Regions from separate parts of the Oryzias latipes genome. Here region 2 is linked to region 1. The links are chromatin contacts, called in public Hi-C maps. All regions are on one chromosome and are shown on one strand. The core of a region is the stretch at or near the end of the contact, and the rest is flanking DNA. Distances in the headings are between cores, read along the strand shown.

What was found. Hi-C and Micro-C count contacts between places; a contact is called where the count stands out from the background.
Region 2: a Hi-C map of fibroblasts shows a contact between it and region 1, with 4 times the contacts expected there. The contact joins the enhancer-like site here to the promoter of c6h12orf4 in region 1. A contact is called at or near these places in 3 of 5 Hi-C or Micro-C datasets (embryo and fibroblasts).

What each region holds. Positions count from the first base shown.
Region 1 is chr6:28,152,504-28,159,930 of ASM223467v1, reverse strand. c6h12orf4 (protein C12orf4 homolog) reads right to left here and starts at 3,577. Exons shown (of 14, transcript XM_023956058.1): 1 at 3,519-3,577; 2 at 932-1,120; 3 at 688-833; 4 at 227-408. The coding sequence starts at 1,112. e2f4 (transcription factor E2F4) reads left to right here and starts at 3,684. Exons shown (of 11, transcript XM_004069835.4): 1 at 3,684-3,928; 2 at 7,245-7,354. The coding sequence starts at 3,764.
Region 2 is chr6:28,376,418-28,383,943 of ASM223467v1, reverse strand. No RefSeq gene overlaps it. Among protein-coding and RNA genes, the nearest start is that of LOC110015270, 21 kb to the right of the region's middle. Within about 2 kb of position 2,278, at least 2 of the 8 cell types and tissues checked have an H3K27ac peak or open chromatin away from gene starts, as enhancers often do.

The DNA.
Region 1 (7,427 bases), core at 2,328-4,827:
CAGCATCCTTTTACCAACATCATCACTGTTCCTCCTCCCAACATGTTTAAACCATCTCCATCTGCTTCTCTGCATTTATCTCCAAAACATCTAACATGAGCTGTCCCTCCGATTCCAAGAAACAACATCATGTCTCACTATTAGGGTGACATGAGGCAAAATGCACAGTGAACATGAGAAATCGTCTCAACTGCCTTTCCATGAAGTAAGAACATATTCAATGCACCTTTCTTGTAGCTTCTTGATCTCCATGTCTCTCTCACTGATGAGCTCAGAGATGCTAACGAAATAGTTGTGCTCCAGGTTAAGGAGAGTATCTGAGGCAGGAGAGTGGATCAGTTCATGGTAAACGTCAGCAAAGTCTTCATCCCAGCTGGGCTCTTCAGGGCGAGCGTGCTCCAGTGTCGTCTGAAACAGGTTTTAAGCAGCAGGATGTCACCACAGCAAACGGGTCTTTCTTTGTCTCTCTTCCCATTACAAAAGCATTGATGCAGACGTTTCTACAAACAGGAAAAGTTGTGTTTGGTTTGCCTCATCCTGGGCTCTAAATAGAAAAGAATCTGCACCATCTATATTAACTGTGGTACTAATGGTAACTGCGAGAAAAAACTGTCAACTGGCTTCTTTTTTTTATGAGGGTTTTGATCACCAATACTAAAAATGCTGAAGTGAAAGAAGTGTTTTCACCTCCACATACGACCTGCTCCATGCGCTGGCGAGGTGGTTTACATCCACTTCTCCGGTTGAGAGTCTCTGCAGGGCCAGCTCGGCCTCTCGCTCATATTCCAGAAGGGTTTCTTTCTCAATGAAGTTGAAAAGGGAGACTTTAAGCTCTGCAAATGCACCAAGAAACATGGGCATCATTTTTGACATATAAAACTGAACGACGGTAAATCAACTTAGTATTTTTAGTACGTAAATGAACTCTCACCGTTTTCAATGAAACATGGTATTTTATGAAGCATCATGAGTCGTCCGTGAAGGTCACTGACGTTGACCTGGGCAGGAAACTGTAGGGGCACCTTAAGGACACAGTTGTATTTTCCTGCCCTGAAATCAAACACAAACTCCTTTTTGGTGGAACTGCTTGCTTTCCCTTTGCTCTTCTTCATGCTGATGCCTGGAAAAAAAAAGTATACATCTCTTGAATTTCTTAAATTTGTGGAATCAAGTCAAGTCAAAGAAAAAAGTAAACATAGACATGAACAATGAATTTATCATCCAATGATTTTCCATTTCAGATTAAATCATAAAGCTTCACCAATTAAGCACACATACCTAACGGTTTTAAAACTCATGCTTTTAACCAAGGAAACGCAAAACTGTCTTTTCGTTTAAAAATGTATGCTAACCCATTTTGCTAGGTTTACTACCAAATATTATTCTTTAAAAAAAATATTAAAACGTGTTTTCCAAAATGAAATCTCGAAGCATGTAATTAGTGCAACACATCTCCAATGAAACTTCACAAAATCTCTAATGAGACACGTTTACCTGAGCCTGAATGTATATACTGAGGTGATTTCCGTTGCTGCGAAAACTAGCTAGCTTGTTTTTGTCCCAGTCAGCTGACCGTTGCCTACGGAAGCCGCATGTCGTCAAAAGGCTTTCGCAAACCCCACTGTGCGCGGTTTCTTATTTAAATGTTTGTCTTTGAATCTGATCAGTATAGCACTTTTTTGAATGTTAGGAACTATTATTATTTATCAGTTAAAACAGATTTATTGTGACAGAATAATATTATTTTACAGATTGTTGTGAACATTTCTTATGTAGTCTCCCTCTACAGATCATTTAGTCGTAGTTTTGTCACGATTGGGATCACTTAGTTTTGAATCTAAACATTCCTTGATTTAATAATAGTGTAAAATATTAACTTTTATAAAGCCTCACAATTAAAAAAAACTCCATCAAACTACGTAGAATTTGAGCATTATATATAATAGTATATAGTTGTGTGCTAAAGTCTTTAGCAGAAAAATATTGTAAACGAAGAAAGCTTTTTACAAATGAGAGTTGATAATTTATTTTCCTTTTTCAACAAAATTCAGTAAATAAACAAAAAGATTCTAATCAAATCAATATTTAATATCACTACTTTTGTTCCTTCAATCCTGCATCAATTCTGTTAGATACACTTCCACAAAATCAAAGATTTTTGTAGGAATACCTTCAGGTCCATCATCGAGAATTTATACCAAACAAATGCTAATGATCCCTAATGTCACACATAGATTGAAACCTGGTCAAGGACTGAGTCAGGAACAGCTGTGATGGACGCTTAAACCTGGGGAGAACAGCCAAACTCTGCAAGGTGAGGTTGTGAAAGACATGCACATTTCTAACATCTTGTAGTTAAATTAAAAAATTTTACTGCATCAAGTAACTTATAAACTTAAAGATATGTAGTTCAGGGTGTAGCGGTTCATTTTAACAACAAATCAATTTATATCATGATTTGCTGTTCCTGATACAATTAATAGCCAATATTGGTTCATTTTGAACGATCCAGTTCAATCACTGACCTAAAATCCAGCCAGGACATTTTTAGCCAAAACTTTTAAACCAGTGTGACTCTGGTACTCTGATACTTCTGGCAAGTGTAGAGTTGATGTGTACACATAAACAAGTAAACAAAAATTAAAAGAAAATCCATTCAAATTTTGGTTTCATAAAGTTGTAACACATGACCACATGTCTTTACACAATTCAAAGTGTTTCCACACATTGGACTGTAACATTCTTTTTTATTTTTTGGCTGCCACCACATATGTGTTGTCTGCTGTGATGCACTTGGTCGCTTTTATGTTACGGTAAAATAAACCTACCATGTCTCCAAATGCTATTTTCCAATCTTGACATTTTCGATTTATTTAATTTTGAAAAGATTTTATAATAGTTTGAATAGATAATAGATTAACAACTGCCCTAGAAAATATGTAGAAATATAAAATTGTTTCACTGATTAAGTCGATTAATCGTTACACCCCTATAATAACTTTTAAACTTAAATTATGTGGTAACATTTTTGTGGTTAAAAAAAATAAAGTCGTTAGGATGCAATACTGAACTCAAATAGTTAAATTCAAAATATTTAATTTACAAACCAATGTTTACACAGTACACTAATTCGCACTGCTTTGCAACCTTGAAAATGTTTCAGTCAATGACAATGTGGTTTGGAAGAAAAGCTTTAGAGGGGAAAATAATTTTCAAATATTCATTTGAAGAACGGTGCCTGCGTGTGCGCGCGTGGAAGTGCGTTTTCTTCAAGTTTAAGTTGCTAAGAGTTCGAGTTAAACTTTCTCCTCTACCAAAAATTCTTGCAACCAATACTTCCCCTAAAATCGCAATAGAAAAACTACTAACCGTCTTTTTTCATACTTTTTTCAATGTTACATTAAAAATAAATCACTAGAAATACATGTTCGTGCTAGCAAATGTATTTTTTACGTGGTTTTATTTTTTCATGAACATTTGCACACGGTCCCTAAAACGAAAGCACCGTCCCGTCATACCTCGCGTGGCCAACGGCTCTCCACCGACTGCTCCTTCATTGAATTTCCATACTCGCTGCTTCAGCTCGATTTTGCTCAGTTATTTTCAGAAAAGCAGCTAGTATTGACTCGTAAATTTGCACCACACCATCCACGCGTGTGTGTTTCGAACTGCGGCGGTGGAGCTTTCTTTCTTGGGCTCGCTGGCTGGATTTAGTCGGAAAGCAGGCAAGAGAAGAGGGGAAGTACGGAGCTGATCCGGAGCAATGATGGAGCTGGAGACGGCCAGTAACAGAGGCGACCCGGGAACCGTGGGAGACTCGCTGCAACCGCAGACGCCGAGCAGGCACGAGAAGAGCCTGGGCTTGCTCACGACGAAGTTCGTCACTTTATTACAAGAGGCGAAGGACGGAGTCCTGGATCTGAAAGCTGTGAGCTCTTTGTTGTTAGCTAGCACATGTCACTTTGAGCCAGCCCGCAGTCGTTAAGTTACATGGTATCTAGCTAGCATGCTAGCCTAGCTTAGCTGTGTGACAGGCTAATTTGAATGAAAGATAGCTTTGCCTTCTAAGTTTGTTGTTTTAGTTCACCACTTTTACAATTAAAATCACATTTAATATTTTATGGTGCAGATTTTTGCCTTTCTGAGTGAAGAAACGAAGTGAATTTCAAGAACACCGGTCAACTTTTTTCGACTCTCTGCCCCCCTGCAGATTCAAAGTTTAGAAAGTGGGTCAGCTTTTGTCATTCTACTCTCAGTTAAAGCCACTGCACCTTCACACTTGAGCAAGTTTGTTTTATGATTGATTGCGTCTTTGTCCACGAACGACATGCGTTTATAATGTTGCTTTTCAGAAATGACTCAAAGCGTGAAGTAGTACTCGCACAGATGTTGATTAAATTAGGCTAGCTTTGTTTTTCACAGTACAGGGGCCACATTTCCACATTTCCATCACTAGCTTTAATGCAGGAATGTTTACTATTGGGATTCTGCTAAAGTCCCACATTGTTTGATGTAAAAGCTCAAATAGTTTTCTACAAATACAAAAAAATATATAACGTTTGCACTTTTCATATTTTTACATTAGGGGTGTTACGATTTATTTGAACAATTTGATCCACTTTATAATTTGTGCTTCACGACATGATTTATAGTCCGGGACATCTTTAGCCAAAACATCAATCAGTGGGACTCAGAGATAAATAAATGGGTACTGAACAGTGTCACTTGTATTTCTTGTAAATGTAAATAAAATGGCTTAACAAACAAACAAGTAATTCCCATTTTAGTGTCAAAGTTCAGCCCACTTTTGCCATAGATAGGGTTGTTACGAATAATCAGTAAATCGATTTATATTGCTGCGATCCAACCAGATTGACCTGAAGCAAGTTGTTAATTGAGTCAACGTGTTTTATTATTATAAAATCCTTTCAAAATGAAATAAATCAATTATATGGATATAGGAAAACACCATTTGGATTGAGGTTCTGAAGGTTTATTTGACCATAACTGTAAAAATAACCGAGTGCATCACAGTAGACAACACGCATGTGACGGCAGCAAAGCATGACCAACCATCATTACGGCTCGATGTGTGGAAACATAATTTTTGACCATACAGTGTGGTCATATGTCGCAACTTGATGAAACCAAAAATGTGAATGGATTTGACTAGGGCTGCACGATATAATGAGGAAAACTCGCGGTATGCGATATTAGTGATAAACATTGCGATGAGGATATAACTTGCGATACATGAACAAATAGCAAAACGATCAAAACCATAATTTCCATTTCACTGCAACAGTTTTAATTTAAATAAGAGTTGCCCCTCGTCTACATAGGAGGCCAACATAAAAGAGCTCCATCCCATTGGTCAACCACGTGAAAGGCTCCATCTGATTGGTCAAATGTTTAAATGAATTTATTTGATTCATTAAATACTTCAAGCTGCTATGAGATTGTTTTAGCACTCTTAAGGTTACGATTTATTGCAATTTTTGCAGACTTTTGCATGATATATCATATCATGATAACGATAAATTAGTGATTTATTGTGTCTAGATTTGCCATTCATTCTTGTTTGTGTGTTTGTACACTTATTTAATTTACGCTTGGTTATTTTGCAAGGAATCTGGAAAACCTCCGCTGTGCTGTTCAGTACCAGGTATTTCTCTCTGAGTCCCACTGATTGATGTTTTGGCTAAAAATGTCCTGGATCTATTTTAGGTCAGTGAATCGGATCGTTCAAAATGAACAAATATCTACTATAAATCGTATTGTCAACCACAAATTATTATATTAACCGAATTGTTCAAAAGGATCAATACACCCTAAAAAATGTAACATTCTTAGAACATTCTAGCCCACTGGATGGGACCATGTCTTTGCTAAATTCAAAGTTTTTCCACAAACTGGACTGGAATGACGGTTGATCAGTTTTTGCTGATATCACTTGTGTGTTGTCTGCTGTGATGGTCGATTTTACATTATAGTAAATAAACCTAACGTGCCTCAATCCAAATGGTATTTTCCAATATAACTAATTTATTACATTTTGAAAGGATTTTTTTTTAATGGTATAGGTCGCTTGGATCAGCAACTTGCCTCAGACAGATTTATTTGGTTGGATCGTAGTAATATAAATCAATTTATCAAATAAGTGGATTGATTGTTTCCCCCCTAATGTACATATTTTTCTATAACAGTCATAGAAGAGAGACACTTGAGTCTAAAATCATTTAAATTACAACACACTGATTCTGTTTTGTTATTTTCTTAACTGTCATTTTGACCATTCAGGCATTACATTATGTATGAAGAGTTCTGCTTCTTCTCTTTTTGAGTCTGTCTTCCTGATCATTTCCTTCTTGTGTGACTGGGTTGATATAGTGTCTGCTGATACTCTAAGCTGCGCTGCACCTCGCAGATAAAACACTCCACGCACGTGCACACATTTTTTTTCTTTTTCTTTCCAACTGACTTCACTTTGCAACCCTTTTTGCTAAGTTTAGACGTATCAGCACTTTCCACAATGTTGCCGTGTAAATCACCAAGAAGCCGGGCCGGTTACAGGACTGGGGATCCGGCCAAAACATTTAACCAATTTGAGTAACATTCACAAATTTAAGACTCGATTTTCAGGTTAATCAAGTCCTTTCAAAGCTTGAGTTCTTTGGTTTAGAATAATAATAATAGTAATAATAATAATAATAATAATGGATTGGATTTATCAAAACAATTTATATCTAAAAAACAAAAAATGGAACTTTTATTAATAATTAGATTAAAACGTAACAAATAGCGGCATATTTCCAGTATTAAAAAAAAAAATTCAGTCATATTTATCTGGGCATTTGATACCCAGATGATGATAAAGATCAACGGGATTCATTACCTTTTGTTTGTTGTTGTTAAACCGGTACAAGCTGGTTGGTAAATGTTCCGTTCTTTTGGGGCATTATTGTTGTACTACACACATCATTCATTTCTTTATCAGTCTGAAGGAATCAAGCAGCAATCACATTAATAAAATGGTTTCATTGGAGTTCACATACGCTTTAAAAAGAGCAGAAAGAATGTCATTGTTTGGTGTTTGTAAAAAGATTGAACATGTTTTATGGTCAGAGGAATTGTATGTATTACTTATATGAAACATCCCACTGATGGGTGGAACAGACTGTTGGAATAATTTCTCTTTTGAAATCTTTTTCTTGTATGGTAAAAGTGTTTCTCCTGTTGTTCAGGCTGCAGATACCTTAGCTGTGCGACAGAAACGGCGGATCTATGACATCACCAACGTGCTGGAAGGTATTGGTCTAATAGAGAAGAAATCCAAGAACAGTATCCAGTGGAAGTGAGTGCATTTTCATCTTTTGCGGAGTTTCTTTTTGTTTGTTTTTTTAATTGCAGAACACTCCTGAGTGTAA
Region 2 (7,526 bases), core at 1,029-3,528, 230 kb before region 1:
GCAGTTTAATGACTGACGGAGTTTCATGAGTGCGTCTGAGGTTGCTTTAGAACAGAGAGCATTTCGGATTGCTTCTTTATGTTACTCATGTATGTTTTCACATACACTTTCTTTGCACATATTTGAAAGGGGTGTAGAGAGGCTTGCAGACATGAGTGCATGCTTGATTCTTGATGTTACAGCTCTGCATTGAAGCAGCTGCCTTCAATCGGGAACAGTAGTTCTGTTCCTGATTGTTAGTTCAAAAGGGACCCAAGTCCAAAATTTTTCAAAATAGAGATATTATATGTTCTATGGTCTTCAAGGGAAAAGCTATCTGATTATGTGCAAAAAAAGTCCCAAGTCAGTTGTAATGTATTGACCATGCTTGACATTTAAAATGCATTAAGTGCAAAATTCCTGGACTTTGGCCTCTCTTGCATGGGTTTTGCTTTATCCCATAGATGGTAGCACTAGTTATCCAAAATGGCAGCGCCCCTGTTTAATTGAAGAAGGGCCCAAGTCCAGAGACATTAGTTTGCTAGTCCTCTTCATATTATAGCATTTGTAAGCTACGAACTGGTGCTAAATCTGGGTAAAGTATTAATCATTTGGTGTAGCCTCCCTATGCAATTAAAATAATTTGCTGGAAAAACAAACCTCTTGGACTTGGGCCCCTTTTGAACTAATCGATTCAATTAGACTAGCAGCTGACAGATTACAGGATTTGTCTTGATAGTTTGGTCTGTTTCTAGGCCAGAGGAATGAATTCAGGCTTATCTTTAATAAAGCAGTTTTTCCCCATCACCTTCTATCTCAATATATGTTTCTTTGCTTTTATTTATTTAGTTTTTGCTCTTGTCAATGTCTGTTTTGCAGTTAAATATTTACTCCATAGGTGAAACAGAATTGACTCATAGTTTTAATTACAGCTCATTGAAAGCAGATTACATCTCAGCTGGATGCCTCTAAGCTCCTCCAAGTAATATTTTTATGTTGGTTGTGTGGAAGCTGCTTTTGGCTTCATTTATTCAGCGTCCTCGAATGGAAACTTTTGCTCTAAAATGGGATGTCTTTCTCTGCCCTTTTGAAATTTGCACTTCAACATAGCGTTGTTGTTTTGTTTTGGCCTATGTGGACCGGATCGTGCAGATCATACACGTGTTTAAAGACATTCTCCGTTCCTCTCTTGATCTATTCTAAAAGTGTTCCCAGAAAAAGAAAAGAAACAATATTGGAGCTATCTAGCCGTACGGTTTGGAGCCAGATAACAGTTATGACGAGGAAAACAAAGACGTACGCGGATCTGTTTGTCTGTAAACGGATGCATCAGAATGGAGCAGGGCCACAAGAACATGTTAAAAACACAAAAAAACACAATTTTTATTAGTGTGGGTCTTTAAACGTAACGGAATCTATTAATTTCAAGAAAAACTTTCCAAAAAAAAAAAATTAAGGGGGCAAAAAATTATAAAGTGTAAGCACAGAGAAAATCATACATTACAGTGGCTGAATGCTTTCTTATGACTGTGTTTACTGAATGTTGGTGTCAGTTTTAGGTTTGTGCTGGGAATTTTCAAGTGGATTTTCTATATCGCCAAGTGCAGCACAGCTGCTTTCTTTGTTTCCTTCCAGCTGCTGCGTCTTTGCCAGCATTTTATCTTCAACTCCGACATCTTTCGTGTTTTAGCTCTAAACAAAATAAAGCTTTAACCTAAGGTTAACCGTAGCGTATACGTAGCCTGCTTGTGTTCACAAAATAGTTTCAATTTTTTTTCTCCGTTATAAGTCCCATTTCTGACACCAAAGAGGCAAATGAAGCCACAAGAGTCCTCTCCCTGTAATTTTCATGCAGAACGAGAATTTGTAACCACATGTGTGCAAGTAGAACATGTATGTTCGGAAGAGTGGCATTTAAAATCTTTTATTTCTATACATTATTCTATAACTGCTGGATAATGATCCAACTCATCTTGATCAATCATTTTGTCTGAAGTGAAATAAAAGACGTGATTCTTTTGCCACATCTTCCCTTCGCTCCCCACCCATCCCCCCCTTCAGTTGTGGTCAGGGGGGACCTGGCTGGCGATCCCCATGTCATCCCCTATACTCTGTAAAGATGGAAACATTCTCTAAATCCAAGCTCCACGCACAAACCGTAGCACGTACAGCCCCCCCCCCCCCGGTTAGAAATCTCTGTCATGTCCCGCTAGCTAGCGGCTGCAGAGCGGGGAACAAGAGGCCCCACAACTAAGCCAGCTGTTCCAGACTCCCTCGCTGCCCTGGGCCCCACATTCCCTCATTCAATCGAGCTTTGTAGTTCTGACATCTTGGAACAGTTGAGCTGCTCAGCTTCTAATGCTGCTGTAATGCTGAGAGAGGGAGAGACAAAGAGGGGAGGGGAGGAAAAAAAAAAGAAAGAGACAGGCTTTATTTGTGCTTGCTTGTTACGCTCAATCTCTCTGCTCCTCCCTTCTTTCTCCTGACACCCGCTCATCTTCAATCCCTTTACTGTCCTTCCCCAATGCCCCAAACTTTGCTCAAACCCTGTTGAGATCTCAATACGCTCAAGCTTGCAAAATCAAGAACTGGTGTAATTTTACATTTTCTCTAATTTAAGTAATCATGTTACACTGTGTCCCAGTTTACTGTACGGTGACATGGCAGCTGGATCTGCTGGCTGGATGCAGATTCTGTTCCAGACAGTCTAAGTCTAAAGCTACATTCTCACTGACCTTGCCAATGCAGCCTCTACCATTGTTAACTCTCACAAATCAGAATCAGAAAATCAGAAATCCTTTTATTGTCATTGTTGCGCAAGAAGCTTGTGACAACGAAAATCTTGGCACTCTTCAGCTGTTTAGACAATAAAAAATAAAAGAAGTATATATATATTAAATAAAAGCGTTAGAAAGAACCATACATATATATACTGTATACACATGTCCATGTGGTATAAAAAAAAAAAAACTTTTTTTGTGCCCATATATATATGTATATATATGTATATATATATATATATATATATATATATATATGTATATATATATATATATATATATATATATATATATATATATATATATATATATATATATATATATATATATATATATATATATATATATATATATATACATGTATGTACATGCATTGCACATAAACCTTATTGTGCACTTCCGAAGTGCTAAATATTGCACAGGATTTGGTAAGTTTACAGTTGTTACAGTAGTGCTGTTGGTCTTTTTTGAAGGCTCATGTTTTGTTTAGCAGGTTGACTGTTTCTGGGGAAGAAACTGTTCTTCCGTCTGTTGGTGTGAGCCTTGTGAGATCTGTACCGCTGGCCTGAGGGCAGCAGTTAAAAAAGGTGGTGGTTGGGATGGAAGGAGTTCTTGATTATATGTTTGGCTCAGCTTATATAGCGAGAGCTGGCGATGTCTTCTAGGCCGGGCAGTCGATCACCCTCTGCAGAGCTTTCTTGTCCACAGCCGAGCATCCTGCGTACACCGCTGTGATGCAGGACATCTGGAGGCTCTCTATATGGTGGCTCTGTAGAGGGTCTTCTTCTTCAGGCTGTTTGTCCTAAGTATTCTCAGGAAGTGGAGACGCTGCTGGGCCTTCCAGTCCAAGAGAGGTCCTTGGTGATCTGCAAACCCAGATATTGAATCAAGTGGACCTTATCTACACTGTCCCTTTTATTTGCAGTGGGGGTGGGTCACTCTGCCTTTTCTGAAGTCCAGAGCGGTTTCTTTTTTTTTGGTGGTGTTCAGATGGAGGTTGTTCCCTGAACACCACCTTTCCAGTCTGATGACCTCATCCCTGCAGTAGGATTCCTCCTCCCCTTGAGATGAGCCCGACCACAGTGGTGTCATCAGTAAATTTGATGATGGAGTTAGACAAGTGGATCAATGTGCAGTCCAGTTACCACGTCGCTAAGGAAGTTTTTAATACGTTTTTGAGCTCCATGTACCAAACGTACGTCCATGTTTGTACAAATTGACAGCTGTGTTCTGATATGTGACTGACTCGATGGCATATAATTCCAGCTGGGCACAAACCAAACATTAATTTCTCCTTTATGATTGACTTTCAAAGTTTGGCACTTCGAATAATAGGATGCTACCCATGCGTCACTGCAAAATCTGAGTCCCTGATTGGTCAAAATTAAAATGGTTTAACTTTCAACGTGCGTTCAATGGCCATGGGTTTTGTACATAGAGCAGACTTGAAACTTGTGTAACGTCACGTAAACGAGTCTTGAACACGGAAGCACGAAACGCGCAAATACGTGGATTTACAGAGACTTTTTTTCCAAGTGGTTGCTTGAATGTCCATTACCGAGGACGTTGTGAACATTGCATTACAGTAGTCTGCCGTATTTGCACCAGGCAGCCAAAACCTCTGTGGTAGTTTGTTAGATTCGTTGCACCGTACTTCTCTGCCGAGAGCTGCTGAGCTTTGATGGTGTGTTTGCCAGTGGTGGAATCCTATCAAAGACTTCATGAAGCTGTTAGCTGCTGTTGTGGTGCTGTAAAAGCATCTACTTCCTACACTGCTGCTCAGTTTCCAATCTCACCAGGAAATGTGTACCTTTATTATGAATGAAATGGACATTTACACACATCTATACGTCTGTTTGAGCAGCAATGAAGGAAAAGGAGCTTTTTTCGGTGTTTCCATGCAGCTGCCCCTTCTCCTGTTTGGTAGTTATTAAAAGCTTTGATACTTTTTAAACTTTACTTTAGCAGAATAATTAAAAAAAAGTAACCGAAAAGTCTCTAGAACATCTACATAAACCATCACCTTACCTTTGTCGAGTTATGTACATTTCTGTTATGGATAATTGGCATAGTTCCCATGGCACCAGGTTTGTAACTTGCTGAACTTTGGAGCTTTTGCCAGCCTTGCATTTCACATGGCATTCAGGAAAGGCTAGTTTTATGGAGTAATCAAGCTGTTTTATCTCAAGTTATGCTATGATGGTTTCAAGACTGGACTTAATTCTTCATTCCACTCCCTTGTTTTAGTGGAGGTCCTGTTTGCTTGGACCACTTATCCTCCTTAATCAGTTCAAGTCACTTTTGCTACACAAAGAAGAAAAAAAAAACATTTCATGGGAAAATGTGTTTGATTTTACCAAAAGAAACAACAGCCAAAACAATTTTGTGCATGAATGCAATCAATTCTAGTATACCATGCGTGATTGCACGTGATAATCTTCTTTTTTAGGGAGATACATACAATGCTGTTTTTTCCCAAGGTAAAATATGTGTCCCTGTCTCTCAGCTGCAGGGTGTGCCTACGTGGAGATTTGTTTTGCAATAAAGACATTCACACAATAAGAATTATTGAAACAGAATCTAAAGCATGAAGGAGACAATAGTTCTGTTGTTTAGTCTTGCTGGGGACAGTTGGCATTTATGTTTATTTTAAAGGGCTTTTACATTGTAAAAGTTATTGAAATCACTCACTGTGTTACTTAGTCTACTTGTTCCTTAACATTTACTGTGTTTAACCAGTGAAAGTGATGCAAACAAAAACACGCTGGCAGTAATATATAAAGTATGCATACATGGCATACATACATTTTCCTCTCAAAAGGCTAACTGAATTACCTTTTTTTTTAAATATTCGCACTTTTTGGTTCAATGACAGTTTCCGAATGGAAGCTTTTTTAAGGACTTAGTGACTTTCCACATGCTCCAGTGCTCTCAAGCGTAGGCAAAAATCTGAATTTCTATAAATAAACTGAACTTACACATTGGGGGAAACCCTCTGGTCAATTACATGCAGACCTCCTGAATTCCTGCAAGTACAAGTTCTGCTCTAACAGAGCCCTCCAGCGCAAATATGCATTTTAATCTCGTTTTTCATTCCTTAGTTCTGCGCATGCATTTCATATTCAATAAATATCCTATTGTTTGACAGCCATTTGAAAAAGGCTGCCTTTCTACAGGACAAGAAGTTCCACATGAAAAAAAGGACAAAAGAACATTTGGATTGTGGTTGTAGTTCTGACATGCAGCCTTTAGATGGAGCTGCTGCATTCATTTTCTCCTGCTTTTTCTCAGCCTGTTGAGGCTCTCACGTGCTTCAGAGAGCATGAGGAAGAAAAGCTTCACTGGTAGATGAATGAAGAGACCCCAAGGCTTCAGGCATTTGATGCAGTGAGATTTTAAAGACTCATTCTCTTTGGATTACATGGTGACAAAAAATGGCTGAAGGCTTCTAGACAATATCGAGTTTGCAAGAAGAGTGGCATAGAGCTGGATTTGTTTATTCTAAAATCAGAAAGCATAAAGTATAAGTTAAACATGAACAGTTTATGGTTGGTAGCCTATTAGGTGGCCCTTAAGTGCAAATTACACCGACAATTTACTTGACGCAAAAAGATTTACAAAGCAAAAAACAAACAAAAAGTAATTACATTTAAAAAAGCTAAATTCTAGAAAACACAATTACAAAACCTTTCAGTAAGCAAAAGTAGTCTCCAGAAATCAACTGAAATGTAATAAAATAAATAAAAATAAAAAAAAGGCAAGTACTATGACTCAATTTTTGACGTTTGAGTCTTTTCAAATATGTCTTCCAGTATCTCTTCATGACAAATAACTTTTGGTTGAAATGATGGACAAATGTCATCATCCAATCAGCGATGTCCCCTAGTTTCTACCTTAATGAATAAAAAGATTTTATTAAAAAAAGGATAAATGTTAAAAAATTAAACATGAGAAGAAAGTAGAAATAACTTTGTTTATGTAAACATTTAAATTTTTGGTTTGTTTTACTTTTTTGGAATTGTGTTTTGGCTCCTGGAATTTCCTGTTGCTTTGATCCTTTCACAATAAACCTTCCTAATAGCAAAAGAATAAATAAAAAAACTTTTATTTTTGTGTTAATAACCAAAACCACTAATCCACGGAAATGCCCTCTCAGTCAATACGATTTTTATTTTCTTCCTTTTGACTTAAGGCTCTTCACTACTGAGTGTAAGTTTGTAGGGTTGAGTGTTTTGCCCAAAAGCACTTGGACATATGGACTTATAAGCTTGCAGACTCTCCCCATCCTGGACCACACCCACCTGAAGCTCTCTGTGGTAGAGGAGAACACACAGGCTAAACCTGTCGTCTCTCATCATGTGTAAGCTTGTTTAAAAGCTGCTTTGATAAAAGACGTCGACTAGTTACTATCTTGTAAAGGTTTTGTTAGGAGGAAAAAAAGGAGGATTTCAGTGTTTTAAGGCGGGAGTCTGTCCTGGTTTTCCTCTCGTTGCTCTGCTGTCCTCCATAAGGACTCTGCGTGTCATCTGATGGTCAACTATACTTTGCTTTACAGGAAGATATCATTTCCAACATCACAGAGAAAATATATCATCAGGTAGAGCACCATTCAGAGACAAAGGAGACTGCTGTCTATCAGGTTGATGTGAAGAAATTCATATAAAAAAATTCAATTTTCCAGGAATTTCCTGAATTCCATCCATGTAGTCTGTCTGTCTGACCGTTGTCTATATCAGGCTAATTGTATTAAACTTTTTATTTTTGTTC